2 separate regions of the Mus musculus genome follow, and region 2 is linked to region 1. The links are chromatin contacts, called in public Hi-C maps. All regions are on one chromosome and are shown on one strand. The core of a region is the stretch at or near the end of the contact, and the rest is flanking DNA. Distances in the headings are between cores, read along the strand shown.

Region 1 (2,700 bases), core at 154-2,653:
CAATTACTGAGAAAAGGCCATCATAATGCTTACACTTGTCAACAGGGTATACCACTAAGGTGCTATGAGTGACTCTCACTTTACTGAGAGCCATTTTACTGTCAATGTAAACATAAGGCAAAAACAATGTTTCTAATGCAACAAAACCCAATAGCCTCAATACTAATGATACAGGTATTGATAAAATTAAAAAACAAAAATCTGGAGGAAGAACTTTGGTCAGAAAAGAAATGGGAAGAAAGAGATGGAGGTTAGGTACGGGCCCTTCATAGAACTGGAAGCAAAGAACTTTGCAAATGTCTCTACCAGAACTCCCCAACGTGAAAGAGAGACTAGTTGTACAGCCCTTAGCATCTCAGAGAAAGTAATATTACTAAGCTACTTAATTTGTGCTTGAAAATCCACGTTAACTGTTGTTTTCTCAAATACATCCCCAAATAAAAAATTTCTTCTTCATATTTTTAATTAAAATGAATTTAATAATCCAGGCCATGTGTAGTAAGTGCATGCCTTTAATTCCAGCATTTGGGAGGAAACAGCAAACAGATCTCTGTGAGTTCAGGCCAGCCAGGGCTATACAGTGATTTCTCATCTTCAAAACTCTGCATCATCACCAAAGACTTCTCCATGGTTACCATGCAGCTTTTTCTCATGTGACAACCCTCCCTCAAGTGTCTCACGTGAGCACACAGGGCCCTTCACAAGTCCTAATGAAGGATGTTCTCTCAAATTTTCTCAGACTGACAGAACATAAAACCCATACCAGTTGCTGGCACCATAAACATTTCTTTCTTTTAGTTTTCTTTAAACCATGCATTTCAGAGCTAAGGAGACAGCTCAGTTAGCTAAGTGCCTGAGCGGAAAGTTTCAGGACCTGAGTTTGACTCCAAGGAACCCACATAAAAAAAGCTGTAGCTAGCAGCAGCACACACCTCAAATCCAAGCATTGGAGACAGGAAGATTCCTGGGGCTCAATGGCCACCTAACCTGGTTTAATCAGAAAGCTCTAGGCTCCATAAGAGATCCTATCTCAAAAGCAGTAAGATAGGAAGGATTGAGGAAAACACCCAGAATCAACATCTGATCTCATATACAAATGCACACGCACTTACAAACCAATCTTCAAATGATCCTCCAAGATCACAGGACTTGGTGGCTAAGGTCATGTTGAAGGGATTTGGTGCCTCCTCTTCATCTTTCTCAATTAAATTGTCAGCACGTATTCTGCACTCCACACTCAATGTTGACCCAAATATCTTCCACTATTAAGTCATTTTTCTCTGAACCTTGCTCGTATCTTTCCCAAGTTGCAGACGTGGTTTTGTAAAAGGAGCCCTTATGCTTTGGGGACAAAGGCAGGTTCAGCCTAAATGAGGTCATCAAGTTCCCAGTGCCCTAAGAGTCCAAGCCAATGACCAACTGAGTGTTCCAGCTGATCTTAATTTCCTTGGCATAGCACAGTCAGAGTACTGTAATATAATGCAAAATGGCTCCAAAGAGAAACCAGACACTGACCAGAGTCTTGCCAAAACACAGTTAAATAATACCAAAGTGGCCCTTTCATCTGAATACTGAGCCTCTCATGCCCGTGTCACCCTCCCCAAGAATGAAAGTAATCTTCCACTGTGAATGTGGGCTGGCTGAAAAACCATACCAGACTCAGCCCCAAAGAGGAGATGAGCTTTTTAATTGGCACATGTGTGCTGGGAAGGATGAAAATGCTGACAAGGAGACCAGGAGACAAAGAACAGGACTCACTGGGAGCAAGGGTGATCCAAATTTAGAATATGCTTATAGTGCTAAAACAATACTCAAATGTTTATCCTGCCCAGGATCTCTTTCAACAACTTTCAATCGCAGAACCTTCCCTGAAAAAGAAGTAGCTTTAATGTTTCTAAGTTTCTTTGTAAATTAAATCGTTTATATTAGATTATCAGTAGGCTCTCAGGTAGACTCTCACTTGCATCAAGAAATCAACAATTCTGTTTCTTCCTCATTGCTTTATTCTTATTTATTATTTATTTATTAAGCCAAAATTTCTTGAGAGCCTGCTACAAACCAGACATATTTTTACCTTCTAGGAACTGAGTAAAGAAAATTTAACACAAGGGGTTAAAACCACACTGACCTTGTAAAATGGCTGACATTTTAGCCCCCACTTAGGGCAGTTCCCTACCACCTGTAATTCGAATTCCAAGGGATCCAATGTTTTCTTTTGTATTCCATGAGTAACCTGCCCTCCATACACACATACACATATAATTACAAATAAAGTAAACTTTAAAATATTACTACAAAAGAATCTCTGCCTTCACTGAGCTTCTGTTCTACTGAGTAAATGCAATGAGCAAACACATGTGAACAAAGAGAACTGGGTGATAATATGTACTAGGGAGAAAGATTAAGCTCAGTAAACACAACAGTTTGGATCTTGAATGTCTCCCAAAGGCTGGTGGATTAAAATCTTGGTCCCCAACACATGACATCATTGAAAAGTGGCAGCAGAAACCTTGAGAGGTGAGAACTGGGAGGAGGGAACGAGCTGAGGACTTTGAAGTGGATACTAGCATAGGAGCCTTTCACCTTTCTGTGCAACTTCATGTCAACCTAGAGGTGGATGGCACGGCTCCATCATGCACTCCCCGCTGTGATGTGCTGACTCCCACAGACACAAGGACATGATGTCAAAAGAAACCTTCC
Region 2 (2,700 bases), core at 71-2,570, 110 kb after region 1:
TCAACCTACACTATGTGAGCAGTCATCTCCTCTGCCAATTTTAACACCACTCCTATCATTCTTCTGAAATAAGTACTACGGTAGAAGCCAATAAGATTAGAGCTAGATCATCCAGAAGGTGTTCCATGTGGCATCAACACCATTAGCTTGTGACTTTTTGTTCCTAATTAAAGTTAAGGCCCTCCAAGGAATTCCACGTGGCTGTGTTGGTCACAAGATTTGTATCAAACATATCTTGTGCAAAATTCATTATTAGTTAACAGTGACATTTATATCCTCTAGTTAATAAGCTCAGCAAATGAACACATTTTTCTCACACTCTAAGCCTTCCATTTCTTTGTTGCACCACAAGGTGCTTGTGTGGATTCCTGTGTTGCAATAAGTGCACACAGAAAGATGCCAGGTGTTAAGTCTTCAATGTTGCTATCATACATTGGGTCTCAGGAGTCATTCAATAGGAGTAGCTGTTGTGACCTGGTTACCACCAACCAAAGGTCCAGACTACAGAACTTTTTTTTATTAGGTAGAAGCCAGCCGTACATAGTTTTGCAATATAAGAACTTGAAGATTCTGGGAAATTTAGTTAGAAAATTTTATTCCTCAGAGAAAAAGAACACAGCAATGGACAAGTTCATTTAGTGTGGAAAGTTGATGGAAAGACTACAGCAGAGAGTAAAAACACCACAGAGTATCTAGGAGAGCCCAAGGTGACACAAGACACACAGAGGTTGAGCAGTTTCCATTTACATGCACACTGGCCCTTTTTTTGTGCAAAGAAAAAAAAAGACAAATTTTTAAGCCTATGCTATTTATGCCTTTGACAGACATGTACATTCTTCTTCTTCAGACACATCAGTGTTTCCGTCAGTCCCACCCTCCCCTCACTCACTGAGCTCTATTTATATAATCGTGGCTTGCTAGTGACAATCTTGGTTTTAACATTTTTAAGCCCAAAGATGAGAACTGAGCTCAGCCGTACATCTTCTACGAACAAGAAGAAAGTAGAACCTAGGATCGATCCAAAGTAAACGAGAATACATGGTGAAGATCGTGGTTCCCTGTAATCCGAACAAACTGGACTGACATGTTTCTAGGCACAGGTGAGGAGAACACCTTACAGATGAGCTGAACTTAGAACCCATGCCAAAGTCAAATGACAGCCAAAGTAATACACTGGGGGAGGAGGGCATTTCAGTTCAGCCCAGAGAGAAAGCCAAAGCTATCAAGAAAGCTTTATCCCTCCCTACACACTCATACCACGGCCATGCTTCCTCTGACCTGGCTACTGTTACTGCATGCTGCTGAGTAGAGAAGGGCACACCTACTCATGCAGCCTTCAACACCAATGTAGGCCAGAGGCTATGTAAGCCTTGGACTTCTGACTTCAGTGTTCTGCTGTGACCTAGTGTAAAGCTTAAGGCACAGGCAGCCTTTTGCTTACTGATAGACAAGGAAGAGAAACGTGTATTCAATTTACAAATGGTCAAGAGCTCTTGTTCTTTGAAGATTTTTCTTCTTTAGAGGTTAAAATATAATTAGCAGGTCCCTTTACTTTTAGGTTTGAAGCACACCTGAAAGTGCCAACAGAGGGCTTGAGTGTAGATTAATGGAGTGTTCTCTGTAGAAGTTGGCCTGGAATAGGAAAACTAAACACATAAGCAGGCGCCGCTGCCTCGCTTTTCGTGGCCATGACTCCTTAACAAACCTTAGAAAAGTTACAAAGAAATGATGCACATTATGCATGGGAAAAAGGAAAGAATATACTGTGCTGGTAGATTTTTTCAGATGCATTAATCCACTCATAGCTTTGGAAGTAGAGCCAGATGTACTCATATATCAAGCTGCAACTGTCATGGTAACCACAGTTCCTAGGCAACTGTTGAACTCCGTGTGGGGTCCACTTTCCATACAATAAATACAAGACGCGAGCAGGAGAGAAAATAAAGTGTTACATGATAGCCCAAATTAAAAAAAAAGCAGGAAGAGAAATATTTCTTAACGAGTACAAATACATAATCTATTACAACAGGGAGTACAACCTTAATTGGTCTGCATAAAATAACTGGAAAAATTCACCAAGTAAAATAAAAAACAGATGTTTACTTGCTTCATGGGCATATCATCTGCTTCTAAACCAAATTAAGTAGGGAAAAAAAATAAAGATAAAACTGTGTAAAAGAGGCATGCAAAGCATTCCTAAAAAATTGAGTCAGCCACTGAAAAACGAATACTCTGGGTATTAAGTTTCACTTGCATAATATCAGATGGCAGGAAGTCTTGGTTTCCCAATATTCGAATGTTGTCTGTGGCAGCACACACATTGAGACCAAATGAAATGCTCAGTAGAGGTTATCCCTTTACTGTGCTTCCAGCCACAAACCTACCCCAAGGAGGTTACACACCATGCCAGTGGCTGGGGACAGTTATTTACTGTTGAATGCAGAGGACTTGAAGCAGTAAAGCCACACTAAAGGTGGGAGTCAAAAAGTCTCCAAAGGTTTTGGGAATTCTACAGGTGGAGATTTCCAACAATTTCTTTTAAACTCTTCCACTTCCACTTGAAACATAAGTTTAAGAGACCAACTGATGGAAACAAGGCAGTCCTCTGCCGACTGATTTTGCTACAGGTGTCCTCAACAGACAGTAAATGGTTCTAGGACTCAGATTTCTATACTTAGTCTTATTCCCCAAAGCTGTCGA

Evidence for each region. A called contact is a pair of places that touch in the nucleus more often than the background predicts.
Region 2: a Hi-C map of liver shows a contact between it and region 1, with 3 times the contacts expected there. The contact joins two enhancer-like sites. A contact is called at or near these places in 18 of 484 Hi-C or Micro-C datasets (B cells, the N1E-115 cell line, cortical glia and 9 more) and 4 of 115 datasets of contacts at active chromatin or transcription factors (astrocytes, bone marrow-derived dendritic cells, hepatocytes and 1 more).

Annotation. Positions count from the first base shown.
Region 1 is chr2:65,006,103-65,008,802 of GRCm38.p6, forward strand. The region is part of intron 2 of Grb14 (growth factor receptor bound protein 14); the gene reads right to left. Among named protein-coding and RNA genes, the nearest start is that of Grb14, 15 kb to the right of the region's middle. Within about 2 kb of position 1,404, at least 30 of the 459 cell types and tissues checked have an H3K27ac peak or open chromatin away from gene starts, as enhancers often do. A contact at or near this core is called in hepatocytes and liver, where this site is marked.
Region 2 is chr2:65,118,016-65,120,715 of GRCm38.p6, forward strand. All of the region lies in intron 6 of Cobll1 (Cobl-like 1), which reads right to left. Among named protein-coding and RNA genes, the nearest start is that of Grb14, 97 kb to the left of the region's middle. Within about 2 kb of position 1,321, at least 41 of the 459 cell types and tissues checked have an H3K27ac peak or open chromatin away from gene starts, as enhancers often do. A contact at or near this core is called in hepatocytes and liver, where this site is marked.